Regions from separate parts of the Mus musculus genome. Here regions 2, 3, 4, 5, 6 and 7 are each linked to region 1. A link is a contact called in public promoter capture Hi-C data. All regions are on one chromosome and are shown on one strand. Each heading gives the region's core, a stretch centred on a gene start, on an enhancer-like site or on the middle of the called end of the contact. The rest is flanking DNA. Distances are from core to core; before and after follow the strand shown. Region 1 holds the start of Trp53bp2 (transformation related protein 53 binding protein 2). Region 2 has its middle 12 kb from the start of Gm33669. Region 3 holds the start of Disp1 (dispatched RND transporter family member 1). Region 4 holds the start of Taf1a (TATA-box binding protein associated factor, RNA polymerase I, A). Region 5 holds the start of Mia3 (melanoma inhibitory activity 3). Region 6 holds the start of Ccdc121 (coiled-coil domain containing 121). Region 7 holds the start of Tlr5 (toll-like receptor 5).

Region 1 (2,700 bases), core at 162-2,661:
AACTTAATAAATGAGACTAAACCATTAGTTACAAAATGCTAGTAATTCCAAATTTCTTGACTCTTAGCAATTGTAACCATCCCAAGCCACCTAATAACCTAATAACCAAAATATTATATATGTGTCCAACCTAGAAAAATTTAGGAACACCCTCCACAACGCAAAGGGGCAAAGAGACAGTATAGTATATTCTGCACGTGTAATTACAAAAAAACCAAAACAAAATAGAACATTGAAACACAAATTTTAACACTCTTTCTTGGATTTTATAAAAGCAAAAAAATTAAGTTGTTTTAAGTTTTTATCGTTTTGTTTTCTTAAACAAGTGATGCGATAAGAACGTGAGTTGATGAGGGGTTTAGGGATGGATATGGCTAAAATACGTGACCTTTCAAAGAATATATAAAAATTATTTTTTAAAAAAGGACTTAGGTTGACTGCGATTAATCCTGCTTGAGAGGAGAACAAATACAACACCCACGAGGAAATAAATACACGGCTGCAGGAGCCACCATAACCAGTCAGATCTTGTGCTTGCTAAGGGGGCTTTTCAGAAACACCTCCATTCAACCTGCAAGTCACCTGTGACGCTGGCCAAGTCAGATGCCAAAAGAATTCACTCATCTTTCTTAGAGGTCTTGCAGAAAAAAAGCTGGGGGAGCGGGGCACTGAAGTTTTCCTCTGAACTAAAACTTTCAAGGCTGCATTTACTAAAACCTGTTTCCACAAAGAGATAGATAGGGTGACATGGCTGCTATCACCAACATCAGATCGAAATTCAAGTTAAAAAAAAAAAAAACTGGCAGAAAGAAAAAGAAAGGCAAGCCTTTTCAAGCGCTATGCTTCACTTCAGTAAAAAGCCTCAAAACAATTCAAAGAAATAGGCTAAGAACAAGGTTCCCCGGCTCTTGACCTTCAAAACAAGCTTCCCCAAAGGTCTCATCCGAGAAGCAAAGTTTGGAGCAGCGGCCCGGGCTGCCGCACTGCCTGCGGGGCAGCATCGCGACCGTCGCGGGGACCCAGAGGGACGGAGCCTCAGAGCCTCGAAGCCCGAAGCTCCACCGGCTCCGCTGACCCGGCCCCCCCGCCCTGTACACTTCCGGGCCCCAGCACGCCCACCCGCTTACCGGCATCATTTTGGACCCGAACCGCATGGAAGCGGGGGTCTGGCGGCGGCCTGGCCGAGCAGAAGTGACCCGAGGGTCGCGGGCCCGGGGAAGCCAAGCGAGAACGAGGCCGCGCGCCCGGCGGCCGACCTGTTGCGAGGCAGCGGCGCTGGAGTCCCCTCAGCGGACCGGGACGCCACCGAGTCCGGGGCCCAATCCCCTCGCCCGTCTCCGGGACGCGGCTTTGTCTCGGCGCTCGCGACTCCCACCTCCTCCTCCTCCTTCTCGCCGAAACCAACTAATCCCGGCCGGGCCCCCACCGAGGCGCGCTGGCCCCGCCCCCCACGAAGCCCCGCCCGCGGCGCGCCCCAAGGCTTGAGGTAAGGGGGAGCGGAGCGCCAACCGGGCGGCGAAGGCGCATGCGCAGATGCTGGGGGCGGTGCCAGAGGGGGCGGGAACCTTTGCTCCGAGGGAGGAAGATGCAGGCGGCGGAGCTGCTCCTGAACGCGCCTCCAGGCGGAGCCAAGGCACGGGAGGGCGGCGCCGCAGGAGAACAATAATCGTAAAACGCGGGGATGGAGCCCAGGGCTGTGTCCCTCACCTCCTTGGCGGTTCCGAGTTGCTCAAGAGAGTTGAGCCCTTTGCCTTAGGAACCATGAACCAGCCACAAGGCGCCGGACGCCGAGGGGCCTGGGCGGCGCCGCCTCACACACCTGACTCAGGGCGCCCTGAGGGATCCGAGCGCCCCACAAGATGGAGACCTGCGAGTCCGCCGGGCCGGAGCACGTTCCTGACAGAAGGCGCTCTCGGATTTGTCCTCATCCCTCAGGCGATGTCCAAGACCCCCCTCTGAATGGCCTGTTACTTCTATAATGTAAGAAGGGAAAAGCCCTTCAGTGTTGAGAAGTGGGGGGGTTCCCTGTGTTTTGAACAGCACGCTCAAAGGATTTGAAAATGGGTAAAAACAGCTTTCTGGGGCGCTCTTCAGCTCATCACGACCTGTAAACACTTTTAACACAAGGACCATTTTTTGGAGCCGTCGAAGCTCACGCTGGGAAATTGGCAGTAGTTCGCTTTGATAGGGAGGCAGATAGTCGAGTCCATTATCCAGAGAGACATAGGCTTCAGGAACACTAACTCCACGAAGCTCATTTCACGTCAAGTAACCCGTGCAAGCTCATTTGGAATCAGAGGACAGAAGAGTCCCCAAAACGAAATGAAATGAAGCACCAGAATGTATACAGCTTCAAGAATGGAGCCAGCTGAATGTGGTAGCGTGCACTAGTAATCTCAGCGCTTGGGAGGCTGAGCCAGGAGAATTGCAGTGAGTTCCAGGCCAGCCTGAGCTGAAAGAGTAAGACCTTACCTCAAATGACACTTTTATAAAAATTAAATATAAATTGACCTGTGTGTGGCACAGATCTATATCCCCAGGTACTCAGAATGCTGAGGCAGGAAAATCCCAAATTTAAGGGTTCCCAGGGCAGCTTTAGCAGAATAGGTCTCAAAATGTAAACGGGGGGGGGGGGGTCCCTGGAGTCAGACATAGTTTAGTGATAGAGTGTTTAACATGAATAAACTCCTGGTTTTAATA
Region 2 (2,719 bases), core at 143-2,642, 540 kb after region 1:
CCCTGTGGGAGCCCTGTTGCCTGGGAACCAGAGAAGGTCTATGCACCCAGAATGGGATTCCCAGAGAATTTTTCAAATAGAGGCCCAGAAGTGGCCACAGTCTACACTGTGACAGCTCGAGTCCTGGGCCAGTTATGGGCCATAGCTTCTCTTGGACCCCAGTGTAGATGGGTCAGGTATATCTTATTTTGGGTGGATGTAGCTCTCAGAAACTTGTCCCTGTTTTGTCTTCTGGTCTCCCCATCTGGGGACAAGAGGGGGAGGGGCCTTGGAATTCCTGGCAGCTATAATTCCAACAAAACATTTTTTAACTTAAAGGTTCTAGGAGGACTGGCCTGTCTTATGAGAGGAGTCTCAAGTATGGTCTCCAAATGATGGCCAAGTTTGCTGGGCATCCCAGCACTCCCAGGGGTAGAGATGGAGGGCTGTGAATTGAGGTCAGCTAGGGTTACACAGTGAGACCCTATATAAAAGACCTAAACTAGAACAAATAAAAGACGACCAGGTTCAGCTGTTGGAGATTCACATCTGTGCTTGCTGCTCAAGGGGTGTTACCACAACCACGCTCTTATGAAGAAAGGGCAGCAAGCCACTCAGGGGTACCTCATCTCATCGTGCAATCTGGACTAGAGTCTGAACTTGTTAATTCCTTATGCCCTTCACTATAGAGCTAGGGATGAAAGAGAGAACAAAACAGATACCAGATGCTATGGCTCCTACCTGGAAACACTGAACAGCATGCAAGAGATAGTATCTGTCTGTCTGTGAATCCTGTCTGCCTTCCTACCTGCTGGAAAGTGCTACAAGGGACAGGAAAGGAAGTAAGACTGGCATTGAATTGAAATTCTTTAAAGATTTTATTGTATTAACTATGTATATGTCTGTGCATTGGTTTGTGCTCTTTGAATGTAGGTTCCTTTAGAGGCCAGAAGGGGGCGTTAGATTCTTCTGGCGCTGGAGTTGCAGACAGCTATGAAACAGCTGATGTGGGTTCCCTGCAAGAATAGTGTCTTGCTCAGTGTTCTATTGATGTGAAGAGACACCATGACCAAGGCAGACCTTATAAAAGCAAGCATTTAATTGGGGCTGGCTTACAGGTTCAGATGTCTAGTCCACTGTCATCATGACATCATAGCAGCATGCAGGCAGACATGGTGCTGTAGCAGTAGCTGAGAGCTGCATTCTGATCTAGGCCAAGAGAGGGGAGGAGGGGGGAGGGGGGAGGGGAAGAGAAAGGGGGAGGGGGAGAGAAGGGGGAGGGGAAAGGGAAGGGAAGGGAGGAGAGGAGGGGAGGGGGGGGAGGGGGAGAGAACTGGGCCTAGCATGGGCTTTTCAAACCTCAAAGCCTGACCCTCAGTGACACACCTCCTCTAACAAAGTCACGCCTACTCTAAAAAAGCCACAACTAAACTTTCTCAAACAGCGCCTTGCCCTGATGACTAAGCATTCAAAGGGATGAACCTCTGGGGGGCCATTCTTATTCCAACCCCCACAAACTACAGTGTTTGGGCCAATTCTTGCTGAGCCATCTCTTCAGCCCAGAATACAATTCTTAGTAGAGAGTTAAGTGAGTGTGCAGAGGGTCCTCAGCCACAAGGACGCTGTGGTGCTTAGCCGCAGGTGTACAGAGTGCACAGAGGGAGGAGGGCAGACACTGCAGGGTGTATATATGTGTATATGTGTATATGTGTATATGTGTATATGTGTATATGTGTATATACACGGGACTGGGAAAGGGGAGGAGCCACAGGAGGACTCGAGCAGAGAAATGACAAAACCTTGCTTAGGATTTAAAAAGAAAAAGCCACTCTTTGGCTGCACGGAAGGCTTGCGTGGTGAGGGCAGGAGCGGAGGGCTAGTTAGGAGACTATGGTGATGAATCTTGTCAGCTGGATTGGATTAAGAAACACCCGGATTGATAAAGCACCCCCGGGTGTGTCTGAGAGGTAACTTCAGGGTGACTAAATCCTCGAGGCTCTGGGCTATCGGATGACTATGATCTCTTGGTTCATAATATGTAGCCTTACTAGGAAGGGTAAGGGGCAGGAGTGGGGCCCAGTTGGAGGAAGTGGGTTACTGGGTGTGTGTCCTGGGAGGCCATCTCTGTGTCAATCTTTTCCTGTATGTTCTCTTTCTCAGTTTACGATCCTCCATGTGTTGCCACATGGTGAACACCAAGCCTGCTCACCATGTTCAATGAAACTTCTAAAAAATGTTGTTTCTCGTACACAGATGAGAAAGGGTGACTGGGTGGCTGTGGCAATACCCCAGGAGGGGAACTGAAGCTTGCTGCTGAAGGCCGGACAGGCAGCATTAGAGACAGCACCGCCTCTGGGAGACACACCTTTGACACACCTGGAGTGTGGCAAGGGTGTAGAGAACCTGTCCCCAGCCTGGTCCTGACCTTAGTTGTACAGATCCTGACTTCTCTGATCCTCACAGTCCCGGCGCCTGCTGGCTTTTGCCTGGCTCTGGCTCTCTTGGTGTAGTCTATGCCCACCCTCTGACTCCATCAGTGGCCAGCTGTTCTGCTGAGTTCCCTAGCACATCTCATTCTCAGACCATGGCCCTTGAGCTCTGAGAGGCTCAAAGGAGCCAAACTGTGAGGAGAACACAAACTGAGGCCCGGCTCTGCAGTATGAACCAGTCTGAGCCTGATAGCTCTGACCTCAGAACAGCAAGAGCACCCACACTGCAGGGTTTGCAGCGGTGGGGGTGG
Region 3 (2,751 bases), core at 230-2,729, 810 kb before region 1:
GACGCCCTGCAACCCCTGATGCTCTTGCCTCTTCCTCCTGAGTGTTACATTTCCACGCCTGCATCACCATGCCAGGTTTGTAGGATGCTGGATAGCAAGCCCAGGGCCTCATGCGAGTTGGTACATACCATGATCATTGAGCTAAAACGCCCAGTCTCAGGTTTTTCTTTTCTTTGTTAGCTAGGACAGTCACTCTGGGCAACCCCAGGATCCGCTGTTTTGTCTATTCTAATGGTGACTCCATTGACTCTGTTGTATGAAATTTGAAGCTAAAATATTTGGTATAAAGTTGTCTTAGTTAGGGTTCCATTGCTGTGAATAGACACTAGGACCAAGGCAAACATTTAATTGGGGCTGGCTTAGAGTTTCAGAGGTTCAGTCCATTATCGTCATGGCAGGAAACATGGCAGCAGCCAGGCAGACATGGTGCTGGTAAAGGAGCTGAGGGTTCTGCATTTTGCCTTTCTTCCATCCTGGGCAGAGCTTGAGCACTAGGAGTCCTCAAAGCCCACCCCTACAGTGACACATGTCCTCCAACAAGGCCACACCTTTTCTAACAATGACATATCTTCTAATAGTATCAATCCCTGTGGGCCATGCATTCAAACACGAATCTTTGGGGGGGCCAAATCTACAAACCACTACGAAAGTACAGCAACATCTGGTCTTGTCTATGTTTTTTTCTTGCCTTTGAGGTCTTGGACTTTAATTGACTGTACTTCTATGCAGTTGCCTGAACAAGACAGGCTCTTACTTTCTGGTATACTGCTATGCATGTCCTTGCCTACTTTAACTCTTATTTGTTCTTTAATTCAGTCTCAACTGAAATTGTTATTTATAGTCCGTCTTCTTGCTCAACTCTACACACCATACCATTCCCACAGCACTGCTGTGTTACAACAAATTGTGCTTCTTGTAGGGTTACAGCCTGTGCTCCAACACACCAGGTTCAGCCACCTATCCTCAGTAAGCCAATTAAAGGACCCAAATTAATAGTAAAAAGCAGAAAAAGAGAATTATTCAAAATTGCTACATTGTGAAGGATAAGGAGATACAAGAGTCCCCAGCCTTGACTTCAATGCCTCTTAGTTATCCTTAGAGTCCTGACATGAAAGTAGGTTTTAACAAAAAACAAGAGCTAAAGATAACTAGACAGTGTGTCAAGGTGTGGTTCTCCGTCTACCATTTTCTTGTTTCATGAGTGATGGAGAAAAGAAACAGTCTGAATGAATTAAATAAAACATAGTCCTTCGCGGTGTCTGATTAGCTACTGCTTTTGTTTAGCTCAACTTTCAACCAGAATGTGGGCTCAGAGGTCGGTCTCAGAGTCATCTAGTGGACACCTGGCCCAGCATTTGTAGACTGGCTAAGTGACAGCTAAGACGGAGACAGGAGATGCATGTGCCTCTGCACCCCAGCCCAGCTGCAGCGGCTTTGAGTAGCAGGAGGCCTGGGCCCATAGCCGGAGGCGGGACTTCCGGTCCCGCTGGCGACCGCGGCCCGCGCCAGGCGGAAGCGCGGCTCCGGGCCAGGATCCGCGAGCTCCGGCTGGAGCAGAGTTCGGAGCCTCAGTGTCCCGGACGCCCGTGGTCGGTGTGGATGCTTCTCGGCGCTGCGTCCCCGCGGTCCGGGGAGGCCGAGGAGGCACGCGGGAGTCGGCGCGGCGGGAGAGCAGGGATCTCGGGGTGAGGACGGCTGGCGGCGGAGGGTGGCTGCGAGGGGCTGAGGAGGCCGAGGTGACATCTTCCATGGGGGTGTGTCCGCGTCCCCAGGCTCGTAGGGAAGGTGGCCCGAGATGGCCTTGGGGGGCTTGCAGGGAGACGCTCCAGAGGCAGCTCTTTTCACCCTCGGGGTTAAAGATGAGAAGGACGTCTTGACCTAACTCATCTGCGAGATGAGCAGCCAAGGCTTGCATGCTCAGCATTGCTTTCTTTGCAATACATTGCTTTCTTTCTCTTAAGACTTCTCCCCTCTTCCAGTGGTCTTCGGAGGGGAATACCCAACATTCGTAGGGAAAACCTGAACTCTTACTCACTTAGCTCCCGTTCAGGCTTTGTCAGACTAATAGGACTTTAGGTCTTTGATTCAGACAAGCAAGCCCACTGAAGTTTTCATTTTAGACTCTTCTCTACCTTGCGGAGTTCAGGTTGTCCCACTTCCTTTGTCGTGGAGTGAGCTTGTAAGTATCTGGACAAAGCTTGCACCTTCATGTTTGCACTTTATGACTTACTGTTTGCTTCTCAATGGGGTGACACATTTTTAGATGTTAAATAGATTGGATTCTTGCCACACACTGAGCATAACTAGGCAAAGCCAGAGTACTGTCACTGATGGAGGCTGGTGTATACTGATTGCTTCAAGTGTTTCCCTTCCCAAGAGTTACAATCTTAATTTTATCCCCCGGTATTTGCCAGTACTGGTAACTTACATCTTACTTGGTGGTCTGACCTGAACTACTTGAAGAAACAAATACAAACATACAAACAAACCAGAAAGCACTGTGCATTTATCCATAACCCGGTATCTCACTGACTTACTTGAGATTTGTGCTGCAGTGAGACAAGTTATTATAAGAACGGTTTGTTGGGTGGCACAGCTGATGTAATGCAGGATGCACCTAACATAGTGCTTTAACATATTAATGAAGACATTGAAGGCAGTCTTCTGAAGTCATGGGGCTAACTGTTGGGTTGATTTCTTTTTGCATCTCTTCATTTCTTTTTTAAGTTGTTTGTTTTTATGTGTATGGGT
Region 4 (2,700 bases), core at 117-2,616, 980 kb before region 1:
TCCGGAGTTCAAATCCCAGCAACCACATGGTGGCTCACAACCATCTGTAACAAGATCTGACGCCCTCTTCTGGAGTGTCTGAAGACAGCTACAGTGTACTTACATATAATAAATAAATAAATCTTAAAAAAAAAAAAAGAATATATAACACGCACGTACAGTAGCAGCAGTTGCTAGTATGTATTCGGAACTTAACCACATAAATAGCCCATAAGTTATCTAAGATAATCATAGCAGCAACCGTATTTCCTTCCAAGTTAGGACTGAGAAACGGTGAAGACAAAAGTCTGGGAAACACAAAGCACACAGACGAGCCGGTATGACAAAAAACGTAAGGGGGTCGGCAGCGGCCCATGGCAAAGAAATGACTCGACAAAAGCAGCTACATGCCACTGGACATGGATTTAAATGTCAAAATGCTCAAGACCCTTGTTCTGCGTATCCATCAAATACTGAAGCTACGAATTCCACTGAACGCGTCCCTCCCTTCTGCAATCCCACAGCATCACCCTAGTTCGGTACCCTCACCCTTATCAACTGGCGTTGCTTTCTTTGTTTTCTGCGGTGCTAGAGATCGAACCTGAAGCCTGCTGACAAACGATTTCTTTCTTTTCTTTTTGGGGGTGTTTTGTTTTGTTTTTTTCCGAGACAGGGTTTCTCTGTGTAGCCCTGGCTGTCCTGGAACTCACTCTGTAGACAGGCTGGCCTCGAACTCAGGAATCCGCCTGCCTCTGCCTCCCAAGTACTGGGATTAAAGGCGTGCGCAACCACCGCCCGGTACGATTTCTTTTTTTAATATTACACTTTGTTTATTGTCGGAAGAAGCCACGGCGCACGCGTGGAGGTCAGAGAATCATCTAGAGGGGTCCTTCAACTGTGTAGATCCGGGGATCGAACTCACCCGGCTTGACAGTAATTGCCACTACCTGCTGACCCATCTCCCAAAGAGTTGGCCAGCCTCAAATTTTGTTTCTCCGCCTTAAATCCAGATTAGGCCTTTAAAAAAAATCAATCTCAGCCGTTCCGCGAAAAAGTTTGAAATAGCACCTGAATTAGAAATCGACCTTACCACACACGGTAAGGAGACAACGCAAATCCTTCCTTGGCCCTCAAAGACTCAAACTGGCCTGGGGAAGGTTGGCGTGGTGGCTGTTGCCACGGTAACCAAAAGTTCACGATCTCTGTAACTTACGGTCTCAGAGCCCAGGAGCACAAAGTCAAGAGGAAACCGCAGAAGGAACAAGCAGGAGGCTCACACACCTTTTCCTGTTTCACTGAAAGCGCAAGGCGTACGGAGCCCGCGAGCCGCTAAATCCAAGCTCCAGAGTCGCCCGACTCCACGTTGTTCGCCGCCCCGGAAAACCCTGTCCGGAAGCAGTTAACGAGCGCTTCCTGGGAGCTTGCGCAGAACCAGCCTGGTGGGCATTCAGGTAGTGCGCATGCGTGGCCACGCCCCCACAGGAGCGTTACCTGTGGGAAAGATGCAGAGCCTATCCAGCTCTGAAGAGGCTTCCGGACGAGGCCCGGAAGTGGATGTTGACTTCCGCCTCCCCATTGGTTTGGCCCAGATTGACAATTTAGCCTGAGCCTTAACGAAATTGGAAGATTTCCATCGCAAAGTCGAGTGTGACAAGGGAACGCATAGCCGATCCCAGTTGCTGCTAGCATCTGATTTAAGTGACTTCCTGCCTCACAGTTTGAGCAAGAATCTTTTTCCTTTTCAACGTGGATTGTTGTAGGGATGGGTCTGGATCCCACTTTCATGAGAGACATTCACAGCCATGTGTTAATTCTGGAGGTAGATAGTGGAATTGTTAAGCCTTTGAAAAGGACCATGGAGAATGGCAGATGTATTTTCAAGGGCTGATCCGTTAAATGAACAGACTGGCACCAGTGGTGAAAACACGCATTAATGAGTAAAAGCTACAGGAAGACAACTTTAAAGTTATTGGAACTAAAATAAAAAAGAACGTACTGAAGGCTGCATAAGTGATGGCATGGACTCCTCTGGAACTTTGAATTTACTGCTCGAGAACAGAATCCGAGTATCATAGAAACCTAAGGGTCTATAAAAAGACTTTGTATGAAGAGTTGTTTTTTTTTTTTTAATGCGATGGGTATTTTATTCCGTGTTTTCTATGTAAACAGTATGCAGTGCTCATAGGCACTAGAGAAAAGTTATTTATACAGTTCTTTGTGTCTTTGCCCTTACTGTTTCTTTTTGTTGCTGAGTTTTTGTTTTGTTTTATTTTTGTTTCTAAGACCATGTTTCAGCATTGCCCTAGCTGTCCTAGAACTTAGTCTGTAGACCAGGATGGCCTCAACCCAGAAATCAGTCTGGCTTCCAAGTGCTGGGATTAAAGGCATGTGCCTCTATGCCTGGGCCTTTAAACCTATACTCCTAACTACAGGCAAAGCTAAACTATGTGACAAAGGAGGGGCAGTCACACACACACACACCAAGATAATGATTAGCTTGTCATCTGGAATCTTGATTTATCAAAATGACTCAGCTGATTTTGGTCATGCTCATAAAAATGGGGGAAAATACTAGCAGTAGTGGTGCGTGCCTTTAATCCCAACACTCAGGAGGGAGGGAGGCAGGCAGATTTCTGAGTTCGAGGCCAGCCTGGTCCACAGAGGGAGTTCCAGGACAGCCAGGGCTACACAGAGAAACCCTGTCTCAAAAAAGGGGTGGGA
Region 5 (2,700 bases), core at 101-2,600, 960 kb before region 1:
TCTACCAATGGAATGTTATTTAATTCTATTCTGTAGACATAAGAAGACGTTTAAATTACTTTGGTGTGCTTTCATACCCCGGTGGCACCCAGAACAACAGGAAACAGTGGGGTGAGAATGTAGTCGCTCTGACAGATATGTCCCCATCTAACAATAAACGTATCTGCAGATTTGGTGTTGAGGATGCTGCTGTGGGGAGAGCACTAGAGGTCTGAAAGAACTCCATGGAGTCTGTGTGTGTGTGTGTGTGTGTGTGTGTGTGTGTGTTTACATCGGGACTGTGGTTCATGCAGCAGATTGTTGTTGAGCACATCACAAGACCCGGGTACCTCCCTAGGCAATGAAGAACAAGCGGAAACAAAACAAGTTAGAGTGGGGATGTAGCTCAGCACTGTCGGTGAGCACGCCCAGACTCCAGCACCACATAAACAATAGCTCCTATAGAGTTATTTGAGGGGTGGGAGGAGTGGGCTGCTCTATTTGAGTGAACCTAACAGAAGAGGGGAAGAAAGCCAGGAAACAGGATAAAGGGACAGAGAGACAGGGCAGTCTGTGGTAAAGCCATTGCATGTTACTTGGAAATACGGAGTTATAAGGAAGCTTAAGGAGAACATTGAGACAGTAGCTATTGGCAACATGAGGGCATTCGGGTGTGCCACGGAGTGGGTCTGGCCTACAGTTCTGTCAAAGGAGATGGAAGCTGAACACGTTGGTGCTAGACTAAATGACTTTATGTTCTTATGTCCTTTATGGACAGCGACAGGAATCTGAAGATCGTGGGCAGAGGATCACTGTCCACCACCCCTCTCCTTAAAGGATGACACTTTCTAATTTACTGTCTCACCCACTACTCCACTGAACTAAAAGAGAGCCATGGAGGTCCCAAAGAACCCCATGGAGTTTGAAGTGTGTGTGTTAGGGTCGGGGGTTGTGCATGGATCAGTTACACACTGTGTCCAGTCCTGTGTGGGACTTGGCGGTTCAGAACTAAAAGCGGTAGTTGGAAGAAGTGATGGAGAGAGATGGCTGTTTAGCATGGACCAGAAATCCGAAGCTGTAGGAGGAAGACGAAAAACCTGTTGGGATGGCGCTGAGATGCGGAGTGACGAACCTGGTGACGCGGAGGGTCGTCTGTGAAGGCGCCCGAGTCGAGGCTTGCGATTGGGCGAGGGGAAGGTGCCTCTGACGGTCGTCAAGGTAGCAGTTCGGGAGGGACGCCAAGGCCTCCTCCAAGTCACCGCGCATCCCTTGCTGAGCCCTTGCTGACGTGTCACTCGCAGCAGCCCGCCTCTTGGGCGCCTCCCCCGGCACCGCCCGCTCCTGCCCCGCCCCCGACACCGCCCGCCGGCGGCCTCCGCGTCACCCGGGCCCGCGGTGGCCACAACATGGCTGCGGCGCCGGGGCTGCTCTTCTGGCTGTTCGTGCTGGGGGCGCTCTGGTGGGTCCCGGGCCAGTCGGATCTCAGCCACGGACGGCGTTTCTCGGACCTCAAAGTGTGCGGGGACGAAGAGTGCAGCAGTGAGTCCGGGGTGGCGGGGCGGGCGGCCGGTTCCCGGGTGGCTGCGGTGGCTGCGCGGGTCGGAGTCCCACAGCCGGCACCTGGCCTAGGGGGTCGCAGGCCCGCGGAGCCCGCGCTGGTACGCTTTACTCGGCTATCGCCCGGCTAGCCCTGCCATAGAGGCCGTGCCTACCACTTGTTGCCGGATTTGCTCTCTGCTCCTCTGACCCTGCCGGGGGGCGCCGCAGACCCAGCCGGGTTTCCAGGGTGCTGCTCTCTGCTTCCTTATCCCCGCACTCCCCTTGGGCTCCCAGGGTGATGGGGTGGCTCGCCCCCGCATCCTGGGCGCCCCATGCTGCAGCCAAGAGCGTTTTAACGCCGGCCGCGGGGACCTGGGTCCACTCAAGACCGAGATCCACGCGCTTAGAGATCTGGGGCGCAATCCTAGCGGCCGATTGACGGCGGGGTTCCTCCAGAAGGCACCTCGGCGCTGCCCTCTTGGCTGCATTGGGACCAGCTCACATCATCTTTGGAACCAGAGGAACTGGAGTTTAGGTTTGGGATGAATCCCGAGGCCAAGCAAGCAGTGCATTCTGTGGTCTCCCCGGTTTTCTCCTTCAGTCCCGTCGCTCTTTTGCATAGAAGCCTTTTGCCAGCTCCCAAGCAGGGCTGCGGGAAGGTCAAAATCTTTCGTTCTTTAACCAGCCAAGTTACTGCACCTGTCACTACCTGAGAACCGCAGCCGCCTTCTCTGTGCGCAGTCGCGCCCTAGTCCTAGGTTGGAGGTGCCAGGGTTGGAGGTGGGCCATGGGGAAGGTTAGGATTAGAAGAGGGCTACTACTGTAACGGTGATAATAAATACTCCAAGGGTCTCAGGAACCCGTCCAGCCCTTTCCTTAGTTCCCTATGTTGCTGGGACTTACTCCTACCCAGAATAATACTGTTTTTAGGTTGGTTTCCAGAAACTGTAACTCACTGACGATGTCCTTCACAAATCACAGCAGTCCATTCAGAAAAGTATTCATTCTAAAAGACTAAGAAGAGTGCAGGTTAGCCATTTGTATTTCAATTGGTGTTATGAAAAAAAAAAGGAAAAAGCAAAATGCATAACTTGAATGGTTTACTCCAATACCATTAAAGAAAAAAAAGGGGCGCCTGTAATTTATGTCGCTGAGATTCTAGGTCCTAGCTGTAACCCAGGG
Region 6 (2,700 bases), core at 124-2,623, 900 kb after region 1:
ATCTGCGAAAGCCCATCTCCAACAGATGAGTTAGCACAATTATACCAGTTATGGGCACTCGTCTGTGTCTCACATCCTGAATCTCCAGGAAATCAAGGCAGAGCCTATAGAAGCAGAGCTATTACCCAACATGGGCATTGTGTCTTCTTATATTTAGATTTCATGGGGACAGTGATTATAGAAGCCCCGTGGTTTCATATCTTCAAGGCATCCGGCACAGGCTGAGTTCCAGCTTGGGGCCATGGGGTGAGGGGAGCTGTGGTGTGAGGGGATATGACCGCTGTGTTTGTCAAACTCTGATGGCAAGAATCATTGCATTAACCCCAGATCCCTCTTTCCTCTCCAAAACACCCAAATCAGAATCTCAAGGGAGCAGTCTGGGAAACCATCACTGGAAGAATCCTTGGGCAGTTAGGGAATCACTCTCTGGGAGAGTATAACAGTCTTGCCAAGGGAGCCAAAGGGGTCGGGGGTCAGGGGTCAGGGGTCAGGGGGCCCGACAGATCCAACTACCTATAGTCCTGGACGAAGATGTTACTTCTTAGAGCTTCCACATCCTTTCATGAACTCTAAGAGATCTTATCTGTATTCAAGGATTGAGACACTGAACAGCATACAGAAGACTCTGCAGTCGCCCTTAACTTTGGCCCCACTAGGAACTGGGTCTGCAGAAAGAGCCCCCGACACCCTGATGTAGACTATACACACCAAGAGAAGGCAGAAGACATGGACATTCCATGCACAGTCGATTGCCAGAGGCTGGGTAGGCCTTTTAGCCACCTTAGCATCTGAAGGACCCCCACTTAGGCTCAGAGCTTTCTGAGGATTGGACAGAGGGTTTCTTTGTGAGTGGGGAGAAGGCAATTAGCGGGTAGTCCTTAAAACTGCAGTCATATATCCACAGAAACCAATTCTCTGGACTCTTACCCCTGGTTCAGAAATCTTGAGTGATGATTGTCCTAAATCACCTTAGATGTTCTATATGGACTTTACTGGTGCTGGGTCATCGGTGCTCATACAGGCCTGGCCTAAAACCCCTCTCAGCTTCAGCCACCTCATGCACTGCGTGGTGAGGCCCGGACTTGGAATCCAGGCTGAGTATGTTGACAAACTCTAAAAGTCAAGCAGGTCTGTTTTCTCTACCCTCCTCGTTATGAAGGGAGGACATATGCTGTTCTGACACCTGTCTGGACTTCCTGGCACTGGTTTGGACAACAAACAGTGTGACTGTTTAACAAAAAGGAAAGAGAGTCAGAAAAGCCCTGGACAGCCTCTGACCTGCTCTGACTTCCTGGCAGGCTGAGTGTCGCTTGGTCGCCTTGACCACCAGAGGGAGAAACCTTGGGAACATTTGCTCAGGACTCTGTGCCCTGAAACAACAAACCACCATCCCATGCTCTCTTGCAGTCACTCTCCTTGACCTGGGGATTCAAGGAGTATGCTTGCCCAGAGCCCTGGAGATGCACCCCCGCCAACACCACACCTTACTATTCTAAATACATATCTCAAGCCAAAGTTGCTAACGAGCTTGGAGAAACGGGTAAAAAGGAAGACAGTGGTGGCGATGAAGGAGCTGAGCCAGCAAATCCAAGAAACCAAATGCCGGCGGGAAAGGCTGCTGAAGGACAGCAGGCAGCTACTAGAGGAAAAATACCGTGTGCAGGCTGAAAACCAGCTTTTCATGGAATACCTGCGTAAAAATAAGGAACAGTGTGAGAAGAAACAGGAGGAGCTGTGGAAGCAGTACGTCCAAGAATGTGGCGAGATAGAACGCGAGAGACAAGAATTGGCATCCAGATACAACCAGAGAAACGCAGCTCTTCAAGCCCAGCTCCTGCAGGGCAGAAAGACCCAGAAGGATTTGAAGCAGCAGTTGCAGGCACTGAAGCCAGTTTACAAGATAAAGGAGGGCCAGGACGTGAAAATACAGACCTTGGAGAAGGAGCAAGAGAAAGTCCGAAGTGAGACTGCGACCAAGGACCGGGAGGCGCACTTCCAGTTCCTGCGGGAAAAGGCACTGATGGAGAAGGAGCTGCAAGAGTGGCATCTGATGGAGCTGGGGCAGATCAACACCACGGGGCTTACGAGGAAGTACAAGGCCTTGGCGCTAGCAGCCAAGCAGGCTCATTCTGAGTTCTGTGGCAGTCTCCACAGGGAGAACCAGCAGCTACGCAAGGAGCTTCAGCAACTGAGCCAGGAGTACGGCAGGTTGGATGCTGTGAGGAGCCAGCTGGAAAAGCACCGGCAGCTGGCGAAGGAGCAGCAGTGGTACCTAGAAGCCTTGACCAGAGGGCGGCAGCGGCTGCAGGCAGAACGCGAGCGCCATCATCGTGGTCATAACCCACGCCTCAAGGAACAGAGAGCTTCAAAGACCATGCTGAGCACCAAATCAAAAGCAAGTTCAAAGTAACAGCTACTGCAACTGAATTGAGGCGCAGGGAATAATCTACAAGCCAAAAAGTATCCTTCGTGGAAAATAGAAACACACTTTCAGGAAGGGCAGTTGTTGCAGCATGGGGTCGTGCTCCTTGTCTGGGACCCACATCCTCACTGTCTGTGTCCCTGGGGCTGTTGTAGATTCCGGAGATTTAGAACACTTGGAAAACTTTTTAACGGGTTATACCACCCATTTTTATAGTAGCATTTGAAATTCTCAGAGTACCTAGTTAAGACATGTATTTTACCACACTTTTTTTTTCT
Region 7 (2,785 bases), core at 107-2,606, 550 kb before region 1:
AAGGATAGAAGAGAGTGAACCTGGGCCATCAATTAGGATGGAAGTGTCTTCCAGGATGTCCATCAAGCCCATATGAATGAACTAAGTCATCCTGATTACTATAATAGGGACTCTTCTTGTACCGCCCCATCATTAACGTTGGCCTGGACCCCTCGTCGGGGGCACCCCAAGAATCCTACCACAATGTGAAAGGCTAAGCATTTAGCATAGCAGAACCCAGGGTTCCCTCCTGACTGCATAGCATGCTGGATGTTCCTCACGATTGGTTTCTGCCCCCAAAGAATAAGGTGAACAGAGTCAAGATCTACACACCTTGAACAAACTATTCAGAGTTGTGTCCTCTGAGGAAAGGCAGAGGAAAGAGACCAAGCCACATGTGTGTGACAGTGGCAGGTCAGCATCCACACCCCCTTCCAGGTACGGGACAGGAGGAATGCATTGTTCATGTGCTTGAGGGGGTTAACCCTCAATAACACTTCATAAAAGGCCCTGCGGTTAAGCTGCAGGCCCATGCCGCACAGCGCTAGACTGCCGTGTTCCAGACACTAGCTAATTACAAGGCTAGCCCACCAATGGGAGAAAGCAATCCCCATGCATTCCCATTCCTCAAGGTCTCAGCAGCCTTCCTGGGGAGACTTTCTCTCTCCCAAGACAACCAACCACCCCACTTCAGGAAACAACCACTATTCCAGCCGTGGTGGTTTACGGAGCAGAGCCATGACTGTAATGGCTGTAATTGCCAAAGGCTGATGGAGTTCTTTCTTCACAGCCTCGGGGCCAGCTGCCCTACTTCTCCCTGCCCCGGAGGGTGTCCAAGGACTTCACTGACTGCAGTGTCTTTTTAAGGTGTCCATAGCTCAATTGATGGTGACTGTCGACTTCCTCTTTCCAAGGAAGACAGCAAGAGAACGGACTCCGCGCGCGTTAAATACCTGTCTCTTCCAGAGGGTGGGGCCAAAGGTGAAAGCCAGAAGAGAGAACTAGGGAACCTTGTCCCAAAGCCAGCATGCAAGTGACTTGTCAATCCTAGAATTGTCCCGCTGGGCACTCTGCTTACTCTCAGCTCGCTGGGCCGAGGGACCCCAGTTTCCGTGGCACTGAGTGGCAGAGAGCACAGGCAGGAAAGAGAGTTGAAAGGGTTCAGGACGAAGCCAGGAGGAAGAGAGAGGGGCGGGGGCACTAACGTGTCCAGCAACGTCCCGGGCCCCTTCCGGTCTCAGGGAACCCCCTGCTGGACCCCTTGCAACTACAAGGCTCTCACCTCCCAAGCGGGATTCCCACAACACAGGCTCCAGGACTGACCTCACTCGGCTCCAGGCACCAAAGCTGCCGCTGGGCTCGGGAAAGCAGGAGAGCGGGGAGGAGAGGGAAACACCGCCCGCTGCTGGAGCCCCGCCCACAACTCTTGATCAGGCTTTCTCTGTGGACCATGCTTGTCTTTTCTGAGTTCTGGGCAAAGTACCTCAGCCTAGGTACCTCTCTGCTTTCTTGCCAGGGAGGAGACCTCTATCTCTGCTGCAATGACCTTGTAACTGAGGTAGGAAAGAAAGTAGAGCTGGGGCAGACGGTAGGTATTGGCTATCATGGAGCCCAGCACAGGAGGCAGAGGGCCTGTTGTGATTTTTGTAGCTACCCCTAACTGTCCATCGAGATAACATAGGCCTGCACTGACCCAGGGAAGGCGGCCTAGATCCTATCCTGATGCACTGTACACACGGCCAGCGCAGCAAGTCCTGATCGGGGCAGTTACTTCTGTTCTTGCCTGTGCTCTTTGATCTGTGCCAAATCTTGAAGATATGATGCTGAGGGGTGAAGCTGGCTGTCATTTTGCCCTCTACTACTTGGCTACGCCTTCTATTTTAACTATTGAAGGTGTGTGTGTGTGTGTGTGTGTGTGTGTGTGTGTGTGTGTGTGTACACGCCCACACATGCACATCATTCATCAGGAGCTGTCTATCTTGTTTATTGAGTTATTGAGACAGGATCTCCCACTGGCCTGGAACTCACCAAAAATGCTAAGCTGGTTAACAAGCCCCAGGGATACTGGATGCTCTACCTCCCCAGCACTGGGGTTACAGGCAGGTACCATCACCATGCCTGTGGACTTTACTTGTGTGTTAGGGATTGAACTCTGGTCCTCATGCTTCCACAAGCACTATACCCCCTGCCCCATACTAAATATCTGAAGGTCAGATTTGGATCAGCAAAGGCTACTGCCTGTGACTGAAGGCCAGGGAAGGAAGTTGTGATTTCCCTCAGAGAACGCAAGAGCTTTCCGGCCTGTGAGCCCTTCTGGCTTCACTTCCCTTTTCCTTCCCACCCTCCACCTGCTCCTAGGAGGAGGGGGCGGGGTGTTGTGGGGTTGAGAGTTGATCTGCTTTCTGGAAAGGGACATGCTGAAGGAAAGAAAAGTCAGGAGCCTGCTGCTGCAGGAGTGTTAAAAGGAAGGGATTTGTATAGGAAGGTGGCGAAGTCAGTCGCTTTCTGGGGGTGAAACCCAGTTCAAGGACAGAAGTGTCACAGTCTGCAGTAAGACTGGGGTCGCATGGAGGTTGGGCAAAAGCTGACAGCTGCCTCTTGCAGCTGGGGTGTAATCCCAGGTTGATTCACACTCTCCAGCGTGGCCTGACAGCTAGGTGATATGATCAAGCAGGGCAGGAGAGATAGGTTAAAACAAAGCCCAGCACTTAATTACCAAGGAAGATCTCATTATACAGTCTTCTCAGCTCCCTCCTCGGCTGGCAGCTTGAAGCCCATGTGACAAGTTGCCTCAAGTGGCTCTCGA

Evidence for each region. Promoter capture Hi-C pulls out the DNA fragments that hold promoters and counts their contacts.
Region 2: a promoter capture Hi-C map of embryonic stem cells shows a contact between it and region 1, with 7 times the contacts expected there. The contact joins the enhancer-like site here to the promoter of Trp53bp2 in region 1. A contact is called at or near these places in 4 of 39 promoter capture datasets (the 3T3-L1 cell line, the C10 cell line, embryonic stem cells and 1 more) and 4 of 115 datasets of contacts at active chromatin or transcription factors (bone marrow-derived macrophages, embryonic stem cells, memory CD8 T cells and 1 more).
Region 3: a promoter capture Hi-C map of embryonic stem cells shows a contact between it and region 1, with 13 times the contacts expected there. The contact joins the promoter of Disp1 here to the promoter of Trp53bp2 in region 1. A contact is called at or near these places in 6 of 39 promoter capture datasets (the 3T3-L1 cell line, the C10 cell line, embryonic stem cells and 3 more) and 3 of 115 datasets of contacts at active chromatin or transcription factors (astrocytes, pancreatic cancer cells and pro-B cells).
Region 4: a promoter capture Hi-C map of embryonic stem cells shows a contact between it and region 1, with 41 times the contacts expected there. The contact joins the promoter of Taf1a here to the promoter of Trp53bp2 in region 1. A contact is called at or near these places in 3 of 39 promoter capture datasets (embryonic stem cells, hippocampal neurons and liver) and 1 of 115 datasets of contacts at active chromatin or transcription factors (embryonic stem cells).
Region 5: a contact with region 1 is called in a promoter capture Hi-C map of liver, with 10 times the contacts expected there. The contact joins the promoter of Mia3 here to the promoter of Trp53bp2 in region 1. A contact is called at or near these places in 5 of 39 promoter capture datasets (embryonic stem cells, hippocampal neurons, liver and 1 more), 1 of 484 Hi-C or Micro-C datasets (embryonic stem cells) and 2 of 115 datasets of contacts at active chromatin or transcription factors (astrocytes and embryonic stem cells).
Region 6: a contact with region 1 is called in a promoter capture Hi-C map of hippocampal neurons, with 3 times the contacts expected there. The contact joins the promoter of Ccdc121 here to the promoter of Trp53bp2 in region 1. A contact is called at or near these places in 2 of 39 promoter capture datasets (embryonic stem cells and hippocampal neurons).
Region 7: a contact with region 1 is called in a promoter capture Hi-C map of embryonic stem cells, with 31 times the contacts expected there. The contact joins the promoter of Tlr5 here to the promoter of Trp53bp2 in region 1. A contact is called at or near these places in 6 of 39 promoter capture datasets (the 3T3-L1 cell line, embryonic stem cells, hippocampal neurons and 2 more), 2 of 115 datasets of contacts at active chromatin or transcription factors (bone marrow-derived macrophages and embryonic stem cells) and 1 of 9 other capture datasets (embryonic stem cells).

Annotation. Positions count from the first base shown.
Region 1 is chr1:182,407,878-182,410,577 of GRCm38.p6, reverse strand. It overlaps Trp53bp2 (transformation related protein 53 binding protein 2), which reads right to left and starts at 1,411. Exons shown (of 18, transcript NM_173378.2): 1 at 1,128-1,411. The coding sequence starts at 1,154.
Region 2 is chr1:181,865,359-181,868,077 of GRCm38.p6, reverse strand. No RefSeq gene overlaps it. Among named protein-coding and RNA genes, the nearest start is that of Gm33669, 12 kb to the left of the region's middle. Within about 2 kb of position 1,392, at least 87 of the 459 cell types and tissues checked have an H3K27ac peak or open chromatin away from gene starts, as enhancers often do. A contact at or near this core is called in embryonic stem cells and memory CD8 T cells, where this site is marked.
Region 3 is chr1:183,220,257-183,223,007 of GRCm38.p6, reverse strand. It overlaps Disp1 (dispatched RND transporter family member 1), which reads left to right and starts at 1,479. Exons shown (of 10, transcript NM_026866.3): 1 at 1,479-1,685.
Region 4 is chr1:183,387,651-183,390,350 of GRCm38.p6, reverse strand. It overlaps Taf1a (TATA-box binding protein associated factor, RNA polymerase I, A), which reads right to left and starts at 1,366. Exons shown (of 11, transcript NM_001277959.1): 1 at 1,193-1,366.
Region 5 is chr1:183,368,215-183,370,914 of GRCm38.p6, reverse strand. Mia3 (melanoma inhibitory activity 3) reads left to right here and starts at 1,350. Exons shown (of 26, transcript NM_177389.3): 1 at 1,350-1,518. The coding sequence starts at 1,386.
Region 6 is chr1:181,510,124-181,512,823 of GRCm38.p6, reverse strand. Ccdc121 (coiled-coil domain containing 121) reads left to right here and starts at 1,373. Exons shown (of 1, transcript NM_207280.3): 1 at 1,373-2,700. The coding sequence starts at 1,439. The coding sequence ends at 2,410.
Region 7 is chr1:182,953,359-182,956,143 of GRCm38.p6, reverse strand. It overlaps Tlr5 (toll-like receptor 5), which reads right to left and starts at 1,356. Exons shown (of 4, transcript NM_016928.3): 1 at 1,262-1,356.